Linked DNA regions of Bos taurus: region 2 is linked to region 1. The links are chromatin contacts, called in public Hi-C maps. All regions are on one chromosome and are shown on one strand. The core of a region is the stretch at or near the end of the contact, and the rest is flanking DNA. Distances in the headings are between cores, read along the strand shown.

Evidence for each region. A called contact is a pair of places that touch in the nucleus more often than the background predicts.
Region 2: a contact with region 1 is called in a Hi-C map of liver, with 5 times the contacts expected there. The contact joins the promoter of TRAPPC9 here to the enhancer-like site in region 1. A contact is called at or near these places in 4 of 11 Hi-C or Micro-C datasets (liver, skeletal muscle and an unstated tissue).

Annotation. Positions count from the first base shown.
Region 1 is chr14:3,051,908-3,059,749 of ARS-UCD2.0, forward strand. No RefSeq gene overlaps it. Among named protein-coding and RNA genes, the nearest start is that of AGO2, 45 kb to the right of the region's middle. Within about 2 kb of position 4,639, at least 85 of the 102 cell types and tissues checked have an H3K27ac peak or open chromatin away from gene starts, as enhancers often do. A contact at or near this core is called in liver and skeletal muscle, where this site is marked.
Region 2 is chr14:3,195,355-3,203,196 of ARS-UCD2.0, forward strand. It overlaps TRAPPC9 (trafficking protein particle complex subunit 9), which reads left to right and starts at 5,018. Exons shown (of 22, transcript NM_001037474.3): 1 at 5,018-5,122.

The sequences.
Region 1 (7,842 bases), core at 3,389-5,888:
TTTCGCGTGACTGTATGCACGGGCATCGCCTCTGTCGTGAGCGTCTCTCCGTTTCTATCGCCCACCTTCCACGTGGATTGTTTGCTCCTCTACAGTGGAATTTTGAGAGTTCTTTCTATTTCTAGATCCTACCCTTTGTCAGATGTGCGCTATGCAAGTATTTCCTCCTACTCTATAGCTTCTCTTTTTATGCTTTTAACAGAGGCTTTCATAGACCTTTAATTTTGATGAAGTCTAGGGTATCCACAGTTATTTTTATGGATTGTCCCTAAGAACTGTTTGGCTAGCCATAGAGCCCAAAGATTTTATCTCTCCATTATTTTTAAAGTTTTATAGCTTTATGTTTACATTGAAATCCTTCCTCTTACTTTGAGTGAGTTTTTTCGTGTCAGTGGCATCCTGGCTGCTCTTTCCTCATTACGTGGAGGAGCAGACATGCTCCGCAGTAAAGTTGTGTCTCCTGGACACAGATTAGGTCATAGATTAGGAAGCCCAGACTTCCGAGTTCCAGGGGATGACAGCTGGCAGTGGGTGCTGCAAGGAGGTGGCCCTGCTCGTTTGTGTATTCAGGATTCTTGACTTAGCCTCTGTTGAGTGCATAAATGACAAAAGTGATTTATGTATTCACACTAACTGGTTTCCGTTTAATGTCGGGTTAGTGTGATGAAATTGCTTAGGAGTGTAAGCACATTTTTCCTGAAATGAAAAAATGTGTTTCATTTGTTCCTGAAATGTTTCATTTGTTCATTTTCCCCCCAAATGAAACAAATGTGTTTCACTTATTCCTGAAATGATAGGATTCAGGGAAATCCCTAGAATCAAAACTCAACACTACATTCAACGCTCTGAGAAGGGCCGCAGCCAGTGCGCCTAGTCAGTGTTGCTTAACTCGGTGCTTCCCAGTTTATGTAACCTCCTAACCCCTCATTTATCACAGCAGAACATGTTTTTGGAAACTGTTTTATTTCAGTGCCCACGCTTTAGTCTTGAAGAGACAAAGGAACCCTGCATTGAGCGCCTATGGGCCTGATGACCACAGCAGCAAGCCTGGTGTTTACTGAGTGTCTTTTGCTTCCCTGCGGGGTTACTGCTCCAGATCCAGTGACTCCCACATGCAGACCTGGGGGATCCCTGGCTGTGACTACAGCCCTGCAGGTCTAGCCAGGCAGAGGGATCCATATAGGATTCAAGTATGTAGGGAGCAGTGAATTACATCAGGGAGAAAGACTGGGCCCCAGAAGACCCGCGAATCCACCCTGTGTGGTCAACACCCAAATGTTGGATGAAGACCTGGAGGAACAGAGATGGGCCTAGAAGCGTTTCACACACAGCTGAGTGGACTGGACTAAGTGGGTTAAGTAAACTCACTCCTCAGGGGAGAGGCAGAAGGCAGAGGGGCCTGGATTTTTTTTTTCCCGTGGATGGTGAATACTGGCGTACTGGGGACACAGGAGAAAGAGCTGGGAGGAGGAGATAGGAGAGGGACGTGGCTTCACAAGGTAGGCCTGGAACTAGTGGGACACAAGGAGAGAGAAAGCAGCCGGATGCCAGCCACCCGGAGAGGTGGGCGAGGGGGTCCCCTCGAGGGGGAGTGGGAGTGGTGGGCAGACTTGCGCACTCTCTGCAGAGAAGGGCTCAGGAGACCTGGTCTGGCTGGACTTTCAGAGGAGCCCTTGCAACAAAGTTACCGAACACAAGCGATCAAAGAAGCGGAAGGCAGAGCTCAAAGGAAGGGAGGCTGAAATTGTAGCAGAGTGGTGAGGCCTAGGAAGCTGAAAATAGTGTGGTGGGAACTCGAGGGAGCCGGGCGGAACCGAGCAGTACTAGGCGTGAAGGGTTCCTAACTAGAGTGACAACATTTATGATTATGATTTTTAAATGTCTTTATAGTGGAGAAGGCAATGGCACCCCACTCCAGTACTCTTGCCTGGCAAACCCCATGGATGGAGGAGCCTGGTAGGCTGCAGTCCATGGGGTCGCTAAGAGTCGGAAACGACTGAGAGACTTCACTTTCACTTTTCGCTTTCATGCATTGGAGAAGGAAATGGCAACCCACTCCAGTGTTCTTGCCTGGAGAATCCCAGGGACGGGGTAGCCTGATGGGCTGCTGTCTATGAGGTCACACAGAGTTGGACACGACTGAAGAGACTTAGCAGCAGCAGCAGTGAAATATAGCAAAGGTACAGAAAAGTATATACAAATAAATGGGTAGCTTAAGAGACTTGCATAATGAGCAGTGCCGTCAGGGGCAGGGCGGCTTCAGCCCACAGCCCCAGGCCTCTAGTGGTCTCAGCACCCCTACCCCTAGAAGGACCCCCGTTCTAACGCTTAGGTAACCACCTTTTCCTTACTTCAGCGTTTTGCTGCTCAATGATGCTTCCCTGAACGATGTAGTTCGATTTGCCTAGTTTTAGAACTTTCATAAATGGACTCATGCAGTATCTTTTCTGGCTTCTTTCACTCAACCTTGGAGAGATTCATCCACTTTGTCCTACTTCGATGAAGGGTGTTCATTTCCATCGCTAGATTCCACCCGGTGAGCAAACATCACCTGTTTTAAGGCTGATGGCACATCTGGGTGGTACCCAGTCCCACCCTGGCGTGCCTTCTTACCCAGGCTACCTGGGCTCCTAAACACACATTCAGCTGAGCGAGTAGCTGCCTAGGGTCACCGTGGATTTGTGTTTCCACAGCATGACGGTCAGGTGGAGAGGTGGTCTGGGTCCCTATGAGGATGCGGGTGGTGGACAGAGGATTAGACAGGGAAGAATGGACACCTCTGAGGCTGATGCCATGGGACCCCTTCATTCATTTGGTGAAGATGGAAGCCCTTTTAAGTTTCTTTCTGGAGGACAGGTGGATTCTCTTGCATTTATTTAAGAATGTCCTTGAGCATTGCAGAGAGAGAAACAAACCTATTGGATGCTTGCAGGCAGAACTCCTGTTCATCTTTGTACCATCCTAGGCCAGCGGAAAACACGGTCACAGGCACTGGGTGTCAGATAATACTTGCTTACCCGAGGAAGAAAGGAGCAGGCAAGTATGTTAAAACGATGACAAGCAATTTCGGATTGTATTTCACCTTCCGGTTTCTAATCCCTCATCAAGCAGGGGAGAAAGGTGTTGACCTATGGCTGGCCTGCCTGGAAATGGCTCCGAAAAGCAGAAACTGGATGCAGGGGTTTGGCTGGAGGGAGAACGTTTCTGCACGAGGGGGGCGAACACAGAGATGTACGGGGGAGCACGAGGGGGTCCGATATAGGGTCCCAAGTAAAGGAACAGGGGAGGCCCCGAGGGCTGGAATGAGGAGTTACAATTTGATCTGATCACTGATAGCGGCTAAAATTGACCAAAACCTGAAGCTCTTTACAGGAATTCTCTAGGTAGGTTCTTCGCCGGGAGGTGGCGGTGTGGTAGTGTGCTAGGACCCGGGCGCGTTCAAGTTCAAGCTCCGGGTCCGGAGGAACCTTCGCGACATTCACATTTCCTTTATTGCATAAAAGAGCCCAGCTGCGATGCCGGGGCGCCGGGGTGCGGGCGGCACCGCGTCCACACGGGGCCCCAGCTCGCCCGGCGCGGCGAGGGCTCGGAACGGGGAAGGGTCGGCTCGCGCGCGCCGGGGAGGGGAGGGCTGTGTTTTCTTTTCTTTCTTCCCGGTCTCGGCAGCGGGGGTGGGGGGGGCAGAGCCGCGCCGCCCGCTCCGCCCAGTCGGAGAAGACGTCGCGCTTCTGAGTGGCTGCAGGGCACCCCCCCGGCCCCGCGTGCGCCCCTGCTGCGGGACCTCGCGCCACCCTCGCCGGCGCCCGCCCAGGCCGCCGCGCCCGCCGCGCCCGCCGCCCGCCTCGGCTGCCGCGCGGGCCCCGCCCTCCCGCTCCCGTGCCCCGCCCCCGCCGCGCGCGTCCCGCCCCTCCCGCACCTCCTCCTCTCCCGCCCCGCCCCCGGCCGCTCCCTCGCCCCGCCCCTCCCCCTCCCCTCCCCTCCTCTCCCCTCCCCTCCCCCTCCCCCGCCCGCCCGCCCGCCGCCGCCGCCGCCGCCGCCTCCGCCCGCCGCCCCCTCCGCCCGCCGCCCCGGCCGCGTCGGGTAAACCTGTTTGGCGGCCGCGCCGGGGCGGATCGTGCGGCCGGCGGCTCCCTCGCGGCTCGCGGCGTCGGGGCCCGTGGCGCGCGCGCGGCCGCCCCTCGGCCCCGGAGCCCCTCGGCGGCGCCACCATGTACTCGGGAGCCGGCCCCGGTGAGTCCGCGCGCTCCTCCCCGCGGCGGTTGGCGGGCCGGGCGCGAGCGCGGCGCGGGCGGGCGGGGGACCGCGGGCCGGGGGATCGGGGGGCCCGGGGGTCGCGGGGGGCTGCCGGCCGTCCCCTCGGCCCCAGGGCGGACGCGCGGCCCCGGCCTCCTCCTCGGGCCCGAGTCGTCGGGGCGCCCCGCGCGGCCTGGGCCCTTCCCGCGCCTCGTCTCCGCCGCGGCCCGGCGGGCTGGGACCGGGCCGGAGCGCGGACTGGGCCGGGCAGCCCGCGTGTAGGCCCGAGGCCCGGGCGCCCGCCTGCCCGGCTTCCTGCGCCCGGCGCCCGGGCCCCTGCACCGCGCGGGGCCGGCGGGGCCGAGGCCGGGGCCGCGCTCGAAGCGCCCGGGGGCGGAGAGGCCCCGGCCGGGGGCGCCGAACTCGGGGTGCGGGCGGCGCGGGGAGGAGCGCGGCCGCTGGGCGCAGACCGAGCCGCGGCGAGCCTGGAGCGCTCTCAGTTTCGTTTTTCTTTTTGCCAGCACTTCTGCGGCCCCTTCTCCGAAGGAAAGTCTGGAAATGCTGAATTTTGGCCACTTCTTGATGGTAGTTAGGACCGCGGACAGAGAGAGATAGGAAGGCGCCCTAAAACCCTAAACCTGCGCGCGTCTCATTTTCATTCCAGACACACAGGCTCCTTATTCAAGTGTTAATTGCCTTTTACAATTAACTGGAGGAAGGTGAGGAGATGTGCTGATTTCCTTAGCGTATTTTCTCACTAGCCGGCCTCCCTTTCTTTAGAAAAGTTCTGAAAAACTTAGAGCAGTAACACATTTTTTAAAGAACTTTTTTGGGGGCGATTAACTTTGCTGAGCCAAGAAAATGGTCATATGTTGTTAAGCTTTTTCCCTTCTCCCGCCAGGCACGTGGCTTCTAAATTTCCCGCTGGCCCTGCCACTTGGACAGGGCATATCCTGTCCCCTTTGTCCACCAGGCTCCAGCGGGCTGCAGGCCCTGCCGGCTCGGTCCTGCCTTTTGTGGGTCCTGGCCCTCCCAAGCCTCCTGCTGCTGGGGCTTTGGCGGGACCCCTTCAGACTCTTCTGATCCATTTGGATCCCTTAACACTTTCTATTTACAAACAGTCCTGTGCCTTGTGAATACTCACTGTCCTGTTTTCTGATGTCACTTAGTTAGAAAGCTTCTCCAAGGCTGAGCCAGAGCAACTTTTAAATTGCTCTCAGCAATTTGATAGAAGAATGGTTTTAACTGTAATGGTTTTAACTGTAATCTGGAAGGTGACTCAGCCCTGGTGGGGAAAGGCCCAGGGCTCCAGTCACAGTCCTGGGGGCAGACAGACTTGGCTTCTTAGAACCCTGGGTGGGCAGCACCCATCCATGATGTGGCAGGGTAGTCCCCACACCTGGGTGAGTGCGAATCTCCCCGCCCATCCCTCTGAAGGAACCCAGCAAGTCTTAGCCACTACACTGAACATTTTTTCAGATTTTCAATGCAAAAGTTGGAGGCCCAGAAAAAGTGAAGAACCTTGGGGAAGGTCAAGCTTTTGTGTTGTGTCTGACGTTAACTGATCCACTGGACAGCTTGCTAAGTTGCTGGTGGTCATTTTGAAGATGGACAGCAGAGGCATAGAGAGGCGATGAGGCTTTCAAAGGTCAGCCAGCCAGCGAGCAGGAGGACGATGTGTGTGATTCCAAGCAGACTCTCCATACACTCCCTTTAGAGAAGTGGCTCTGGGTTTTTTTGACCTTGACCCCCCCAAGAAGAAACACCTGTTACATGTAGACTGGACCCAGTGCTCGGGTGTTAGAGTATAATTGAAACATGAGCTTCAGGAAGAACCGCTCGCCAGTGCTGTTGCTCTGCACTGGGATATTTTCTTGTCTATTTTATTTTCCAAAAAGCTTTAGTTCTCTGCATCTCTAGGCTCGTTCCGGGTTCTCCATGGCTCTTGAAAGAATCTTGCTCTGATGTGGGCCTGTGCATCGTGGTCTGGTGGGGAGGGGGCCTCTCATTCACTGTTTGCAGATAAACCTGCTCTGAAATCAGACAGCTTTGGTTGAAAAAATAAATGAGTCTATAGGATAGTTCTTAGCCAGTGAACGGCAGGATGGGAATGAACCCAAATTTCAGGCTCTACAAGCGTGCCGTAATTATAAGGCTGTGATGCAGTTCAGTTTTATTCTACACACTCAGGCTTTTAATTTTATTTAAGAAGGATATTTGGAATAGAGTCTCTTCGGTGAAACTTTTTTTAATGTATTTCCTAATTTAGAATAATAAAAAGACATTTGAACTGGACTGTAGAAAAACTTACAAATAGTTTTGCTACTTCCCATTTTAATACCCTTATTAAGTGACTAAGTAAATTAACTTAAAAAATAGAGTCTTGTTATGGACTGTGTTATGTCTGTTAGGAAATGCTATTATGTATGTGAATTGGTATCTGGACTCTTAAAGTGAGGTAGTTACTATTAGTTTTTTGTTTTTGTTTATTTTTTTAATTATTCAAAAGAGTTAGTGGTTTAGGATGGGTGGATTCTCCATTGACCCTGAACTTTCATAGATGAACAATTTTTCCCCCCCCCAAACCGCTTAGCGACCTTAAAAGGAATCTCAGTATTGCCTCCTGAAGGGGGCTTGTTGGTCCGTTTTTTCACTGTGCTCAGACTTCTGTGGGTTACATTCCTCACAGACCTGCTACAGAGTAACTTCTGCCACATGGAAGTCTTGTTGCAAAGTTGTCTGAACAGGATTGTGACTTTAAGAATGAGGGACTCTCACTGTGGTTTCTAGAGTCATTTCACTCCTCCTGCACCCTGCTGCTTCTCTCCCCCAACCCCAGTCATCTCAGAGAAGATCTGGGCCAGTCTCCCAGTAACCCTGCACCTTTGCCGAATAGCAGACGGCGCTTCGCCCTGGGGAGCTGCTGCAGGGCATGGCTGGCTAGCCGTCCAGTTTCCCTTGATGGCTCTGTTAAACCTTGAAGAAGGATTTAAAGTTAAGTGTGAAAGGAAAAAAAAAATGTGAAAGGTTCAGCTCCTAAAACTTATGCAGTTCAGAAGAATATTATTTCCTGTAACTTCAAGTTTGTGTCAGAGTTTTTAAAATGCCAGGAGGGTTTATTCTTTATAATCTGTTACGCAACACTACGGCAGAGTCCCAGTCTGATAAAATATATTTTTGTTTTGTGAATTGCTATCATGAACACTCAAAATGTATCGCTTGACTTTTAAAACAGTATCTATTGTGAAATAATCTAAGTACACAGAAGTAGAGTGACTGGTATCATATGCTCCCATTTATCCATCACCAGCCTCAGCAAATATCAAGATTTTCCACATTTGCTTCACATCTTCCCTTTCCCCCCTTTTCTCTGTGGAGATAGTCTAAAGTGGATTCCAGCCCTGTGGTTTCACCCTGAATGCTTAAGTACCGTGTCTGAAGGATGGGGGCATTTAAAACTCAATGCTGTTGCCACACTTAACAGTCCATAATCAATTTCTCTCATTATCTCAGAAGTGTGTTTACTTCCTGGTTGTTTTGGATCCTGAATTTTATTAAAAGTTCACACATGAATTTGGTTTTACGCCTTTGAGGATCTTTAGAGTCTCC
Region 2 (7,842 bases), core at 3,768-6,267, 140 kb after region 1:
GCTGCGACTCATGGGGTCGCAAAGAGTCGGACACGACTGAGCGACTGATCTGATCTGATGAGCATGGGGGTCCATGGATCTTTGAATTTTGGTTTTGTCTGGATATATGCCCAGGAGTGGGATTGCTGGGTCAATCATATGTTAATTCTAGTTTTAGTTTCCTAAGGACCCTCCATACTGTTTTCCACGGTGGCTGCACCATCATACATTCCCACCTACAATGTAGGAGGGTTCCCAAGGCTGGCTAATTCTAAGGTGAAGAATTTAGTAAATCCAAACCAAAATTTTGGCTCCAGGTGTATAGCATCCTCTTCAGCTGACATATTAGTAATAAAATTGACTTGTAAATATCCACTGTCTGATTCTTTTGTCTTATTTATCAATCGTTCCACACTCAGAAAGAGGAAAAAGAAGTGTTACTGCTTAGTCTCTGCATTAGAACAACCGACCTTATAGAGCTATTGTGGGGTTATATGAGAAATTTGTACCAAGTGCATTGTACTTTCCCTGCTGGGTAAATGGTGGCTACCCTGACTGTGTTATTTCGACGGAGTAGATGTGGAAGTCCCACTCAAGTGGCTGATTGTTCATGGTGCTAAATAAACAAACATCCTCTTTCATGGTCTGGGCCCTAGGAAACCCAGGTGAGACATGGCCCTATGGACAAATATTTGAGTGGACTGTATGGCAGAAGAGAGCCCTACAACTTAGAAAGGAGTAAGGAAACCTGGCACCCGACTCCAGTACTTTTGCCTGGAAAATCCCATGGATGGAGGAGCCTGGTAGGCTGCAGTCCATGGGGTTGCTGAGAGTCGGACACGACTGAGCGACTTCGATTTCACTTTTCACTTTCATGCATTGGAGAAGGAAATGGCAACCCACTTCAGTGTTCTTGCCTGGAGAATCCCAGGGACGGGGCAGCCTGGTGGGCTGCCCTCTCTGGGGTCGCACAGAGTCAGACACGACTGAAGTGACTTAGCATAGCATTTAGCAAGGAAACCTTTATCACACTGTCGGTGGATCAGAAAACCTGAGAGGTGATGGGCTTTGCGAAAGTGGGATGATCACATCACCTGACCAGAACGCTTTTAGCCAGGACAATAGCATAAACTGGGATTGTCCTAGGCAAATCAGGATATATGGTCACCCTATCCTAAGGCCATACAAGTAGCACATGAGAGAACTGGGACGGAACTTAGATCTATCCCACTCCTGAGAGTGACCTTATGACGTGATCACTCCCATTTTGTAGGTGAAGACACTGATGTTATATAGGTAGTAAGTAATGGAGTTTGTGCTCTGATCTTTGCTTTTGACGGGTTTCAGAGGTAATTCTTGGAGAAGGCAATGGCACCCCACTCCAGTACTCTTGCCTGGAAAATCCCATGGACAGAGGAGCCTGGTAGGCTGCAGTCCATGGGGTCGCTGAGAGTTGGACACGACTCAGTGACTTCACTTTACCTTTTCACTTTCATGCATTGGAGAAGGAAATGGCAACCCACTCCAGTGTTCTTGCCTGGAGAATCCCAGGGACGGTGGAGCCTGGTGGGCTGCCGTCTATGGGGTCGCACAGAGTCGGACATGACTGAAGTGACTTAGCAGCAGCAGCAGCAGCAGCAGAGGTAATTCTCAACTCCACCAAGCCTCACTGGGCATTGGTCTTCATCTTTGAGACCTTGTGACTGGATATTTCAGGGAAGCAGACTTGCCTCATTTGAGAACTTTCTAACAGGGCTCTGTATCATTGCATGAAACTTTCCACCCCATTAGGACTTCTGTTTCAAAGCCTTTGACTGTGTGGGTCAATACCAGACCACCTGATCTGCCTCCTGAGAAATCTGTATGCAGGTCAAGAAGCAACAGTTAGAACCAAACATGGAACAATGGACTGGTTCCAAATTGAGAAAGGAGTATGGCAAGGCTGCATATTGTCACCTGCTTATTTAACTTATACGCAGAGTACATCATGGGAAATGCCGGGCTGGATGAAGCACAAGCTGGAATCAGGATTGCCGGGAGAAATATCAATAACCTCAGATATGCAGATGACACCACCCTTATGGCCGAAAGTGAAGAGGAACTAAGAGCCTCTTGATAAAGGTGAATGAGGAGAGTGAAAAAGTTGGCTTAAAACTCAACATTCAAAAAACTAAGATCATGGCATCCGGTCCCATCACTTCATGGCAAATAGATGGGGAAACAGTGGCTGGCTTTATTTTCTTGGGCTCCAAAACCACTGCAGATGGTGACTGCAGCTATGAAATTAAAAGACACTTGCTCCTTGGAAGGAAAATTATGACCAACCTAGACAGCATATTAAAAAGCAGAGATTACTGTTGACAAAGATCCATCTAGTCAAAGCTGTGGTTTTTCTAGTAGTCATGTATGGATGTGAGAGTTGGACCATCAAGAAAGCTGAGTTGATGCTTTTGAACTGTGGTGTTAGAGAAGACTCTTGAGAGTCCCTTGGACTACCAGGAGATCCAACCAGTCCATCCTAAAGGAGATCAGTCCTGGGTGTTCATTGGAAGGACTGATGCTGAAGCTGAAGCTCCAATACTTTGGCCACCTAATACGAAGAACTGATTGATTGGAAAAGATCCTGATGCTGGGAAAGATAGAAGGCAGGAGGAGAAGGGGACAACAGAGGATGAGATGGTTGGAATGGTTGGATGGCATCACCGATTTGATGGACATGAGTTTGAACAAGCTCTGGGAGTTGGTGATGGACAGGGAAGCCTGGCATGCTGCAGTGTATGGGGTTGCATATAGTTAGACATGACTGAGCGACTGAACTGAACTGAGGACTTCTGTGGAGGGGCTCTGGTGTGGCTGGTGAGGTTGCACTTGATGATTTCAGATGATCCTTCCAATCCAACTTTTAAGAGTCTAAAACTCCTTGAGAGCAGATTTGGTGTATTCTTTGAACTCTCAACGTTCAGAGGAAATGCTCAGGAAATGTTAAAATGGTGTAAGGACTATAACTGCAGAAGCAGGATATACCTGAAACAAGTCTAGGCACCTCCATTTGATGGCTGGGGTGCTGTGGCAAGCCTTTACAGTCTCTGAACTTTGGTTTTCTCATAAAAATGCAGAATAGTTTCCTCCCTCCCTCACAGATTTGATAGGACAATAAAATTAATGTGAGTACATCGAAAACAGAAACACTGTACTAAAATAGCAATGTTTCCTCTTGCCAGCATTCAATCTTGCTTTCCAAATTGCTTCTCTTATCCATTTATAGATAGAATGAGAACAGAGAAGGACTATGGGAAGAGCACAGATAATAGTCAGACAGCCTCAGATTTGAATCCTAAACATTACCAGCCACTTGTGTGCCAAGTAGAGTGTTCTTTCTGGACCTCAATGCTAAGAATAGCTACCTGGCATGGATTTTTTTTTTTTTTTAAAGGAAAGGAAAGTGAAGTCGCTCAGTCATGTCCGACTCTTTGTGACCCCATGGAGTGTAGCCTACCAAGCTCCTCTGTCCATGGGATTTTCCAGGCAATAGTAACTGGAGTGGATTGCCATTTCCTTCTCCAGGCTGGCATGGATCTTATGAAGACATTGTGTGCTAAACATGGATTTCTATTCCTGGCACATAGACCTCCAATAAAAGGTGGCCTCTTTTAATGTCTGTTTTCTGTGTTCTATAACTGTCAACTTATGCTCTCAGGGCCAAGAAGAAGCCACTCTGGGTAGCTTTACGCAGGGTCCTGGAAACGTACTCTCAGCCTCTGGGCGCCTGTGTTGAAAATCCTTCCTGGCTGGTGTGCAGGAAATACACTCCACGGGTTTTGCCCTGAAGATGTGTTCTGTTTATAATTCATTCCCGCTCCTTGGAAAACAATTCAATAGAATGCAATTGGTTTTCCACTAGCCCAGGGCAGGGATGAGGAATAGCATATTATTATTTTTTAAAAATATATAAATAATAAGTCATAAAACAGCACTGGGCACACAGCAGAGTCAATAAATGCTTGTTTGGGTAAAGTAAAGTGATGGCTCTGTTATTCCATGGCTGCTGTACTGGCTGAACTATTTCTGTCCTCCATTACAGTTTTTTTTTTTTTTGTTAAATGAAAAATAAACACATGCATACAGTAAAAAATTCAAACACAAAAAAACACAAGGGAAAGAAGGTCTCCCTCATCCTCTTTTCTCTCAAACCTACAAATTGTAGGTTTGAGAGAATTTCTTGTGTATTTTTCAATTATGCTATGCACATTCCAACCTACGTATGTAAACTCCTTTTAAAGTTTTGTTTATTTTTTAACCTAGAAGGGTTTAAGTTCTTAAGTGGCTTCTGCCCTACCTAGACAGCTGTGTGCAGCAACTATGACAGCCGTTCCACACCCGGGGGCTTATTCCGAGCCCTTGACGGACCTCTAGAGTCTGGAGTGGTTTTCCCAGGACCGGTGGGGACCAGGCATCTGCCCTCGGGCAGTCTGCTCCAGGCTCCGGCTCTGACCTCCTCATCCCCGCCCAGCCCCTGTGTGTGACCAAGCAGTTAAGTCAGGCCCGGGAGGCACCCTGAATCGTCTCCCAGACAGTAAAAGGGGAACTTATTCTCGCCCCAAGGTAGCTCTAAGCATCGCTACCACGCCTGCTGGTGCTTGATCCCCGGAGCGACTGGAAGCCCGGCTCGGCGCGGGCGCTGGGATCGTGATCCGGTAGGGGCTTTGCAGGGGCGGGGGCTGCAAAGGGCAGAAAATTTGAGCTGCGCGCCCTGAGAGCGGGGAAAGGGGCGCAGAGGCAGGACTTGGCGCTTCCTTTTGGGTGCGCGGCCCCAGGAGCCACAGTTCTCCTCTCCGTCGCAGCTGCTCCCCTCCCGCCCTTCTCCCTTCGTCTCCCTCCCCTCCCTGCCCCCCGCGACCACCTCACTCCTCCTCCCCTCCCCCGGCCGTCCCCCTCGCCCCTCCCTCGCGGGGCCCGCGTCGCCCCTAAAACCTGGCGCGGGCCTCCGGGCCCGGGACCGGCTTCGCGCATGCGCAGGGGCGGCGCCGGCCCGGCCGCCAGTCGGAAGCTCCAGCTCCGAGCCCGGGGAGCGGCCGCAGAGGCTGTCCGGCCCCGCCGCCCTTCCCGCTGTTGGCACCTGCTCCGGGCCCGGGGCCCCGGCTGCGTAAGTGCAAGAAGGGGGTGCCCCTGGGCAGGGGACCGGGCCGGCCTCGGGAGGGCTGTCCGTGGGTCACGGCGCGCGCTGGGGCGCCGGGCAGCGTGTTTCCTGCGGAGGGGCTCGACTCCGCCCGCACCTGCCGCGGCCACCTGCCCCGGCCCGGTGGCCCGGCCTCCCCCGTCCGCGCCCGCGCCCGTCCCGCCCCGGCCCGCACCTGCCGCCTCTCGGGCCCGGCCCAGCCTCCCCTCCGCGGGCGCCGGCCGTCCCCGGCCCCTCCCCGGCCCCCGGCCCCCGGCCCCGACAGGGGGTCTGCGGACGCGGCTGGGACCGCCTGGCTCTCGGTTTCCTCTCTTCCTCCATCTCCTCTGGGTTCTAAGTGGCTCAGATCCCCCGCGGCGGCGTCAGGCACAGTCTCCCGCGGTTGAGCTCCCGAAATTGTCAAGTCCAGCTTCACTCGGCCCAGTCTCGGAAATGCAGAGCCGGTGCCCGCCTGGGTCTCCGCCCCCAATCCATCTGCCCCGCGCGAACGCCTTTCCACGCTGAGTGTGCTGGTGTCAGGGTGGGGTGCTTGTGGATTCCACTTGTTCTTACAGAGGGATCCACAGTGCCGAACGCAGGCTCGGGTTAGTTAAAAATGAGCAGAAGGCTGTGACCTCCTCCTCCGTCTTGTCTGCTCCTCCCCACCCAGTTTAAAGGCAACTGGCGATTTTGAAAAGGTAGTTACAGTCTCTTCCTAGTCCGGCCCAGCTAGTGTTCCCTAGTATGAAATAACAGCACTAGAGACATGATGCTGGAGACCCAGGAATCTTGCAGTCCTTAAAGATCCCTTGGCCAGGTTTTTTCTTAAATTGTAGAGCTGTCCAGTGGAATAGAGGGAAAAATAGTTAAGAAATATTTTATCAAGTAACAGCTTTATTGAGAGAATGTGAATACGGTAAAGTCCACCCATTTAAATTGTACACTTAAGTGGTTTTCAGTGTATTCCCAGTTGTGCAACCATTATTAATCCAGACCATTTTCATCACTTCAAATAGAAATTCCATACCCGTTGTCAGTCTCCCCTCCTGCACCCGCGACAGCCACAAACTTACTCTCTGTCTCCAAGGAGTTGCATATTTGGGGCATTTCATGTAAATAGAATCATGCAATTTGTGGTCTTTTGTGCCTGGCTTCTTTAACTCAGCATAATGTTTTCAGGGTTCACCCATGTTGTAGCAATGTTAGTACTGTTTATGGCTGAGTAGTATTCTATTATACGGATAGACTGCATTTTGTTTATCCGTTTATCAGGTGATAGAAGTCTCTGTTGTTTCCACTTTTTGGCTATTATGAATAATACTGCCATGAATGTTCGTGTACTACTTTTTGTGTGGACGTGTATTTTCAAATCTCTTTGGTATATACCTAGGAGTGGAACTGCTGTTTATATGGCAACTCTATGTTTAACTTTTTGAGGAAATACCAAGTTGGAGAAATATATTCTTTTTTAAAATAAATATTTATTTATTTGGCTGCACTGGGTCTTAGTTGCCGCATGTGGAGTCCTAGATCTTCCTTGCAGCATGATCTGTAGTTACAGTGTGGAGCTCTTGGTTGCGGCATGTGGGATCTAATTCCCCAACCAGGGATCAGACCCAGGCTCCCTGCATTGGGAGTGCAGAGTCATAGCTACTGGACCACCGGGGAAGTCCCTGAAGAAATATATTCTTAATGTTTTAATATTCGTATTAGATTAGTCTCAGACTAATTGGTGATGGACAGGGAAGCTCGGCGTGCTGCAGTCCATGGGGTCGCAAAGAGTCGGACACGACTGAGCGACTGGACTGAACTGGAGTCTCAGACACCAGAGCTGACTCAATGCCAGGGCTCATTTCATTAGATTCTTTCTCCCTTGAAGAAACCAGTGGAAAAACATGGACTCTGCAGCCAGTTTGCCACTTACAGATGAGGAGACCTTGAGCAAATGACTGAGCCTGGTTCTTTATCTGTAAGGCTGAAGATAGGAATGCTTGTTTCTTGATTGTTGGGGAGTCTGAATATGATCTGATAGATTGTAAAGTGCCTAGTGCAATTTCCTATTCCCACCTTATATGAGACAAATTTATTCCAGTGTTAGTTGCATATTTTGAATCTGTGGCAAAGGTGAACAAGAACTTTGCTGATAGTGAGCTCCTTCAGGGAAAACGTTCGTCAGTTTTTATTTTTGCCCAGATAGTATGATGGAAAACTGGTGCCAACTACTCTCGCTATTGTTTTATAAAAGCAAGAGTGTTTGGGAGTTCTTTGGTGGTCCAGTGGTTAAGGCTGGGTGCTTTCACTGCCCTGGCCCAGGTTCAGTTTCAGGTTGGGGAACTAAGATCCTACAAAGTCGTGTGGTTTGGCCATTTTGGGGAAAAAGAAAAAAATCAGAACTTTTTTTTTTGGCTGCAGCCCAAGGCAAATGGGATCTTAGTTCCATAACCAGGGATCAAACCCACACCCCCTGCCTTGGAAGCGAGGAGTCTTAACTACTGGATCGCTAGGGAAGTCCCCTGACTCTCCCCAAAAAAGGATGTTTTAACAGCAAAAAAATGAGAAAGTTCGTAACCTAAGAATGTGCTTAGTCGCTCAGTCATGTCCGACTCTTTGCGACCCCAAGGACTACAGCCCACCAGGCTCCTCTGTCCATAGGATTCTCCAGGCAAGAATACTGGAGTGGGTTGCCATTTTCTTCTCCAAATCTAAGA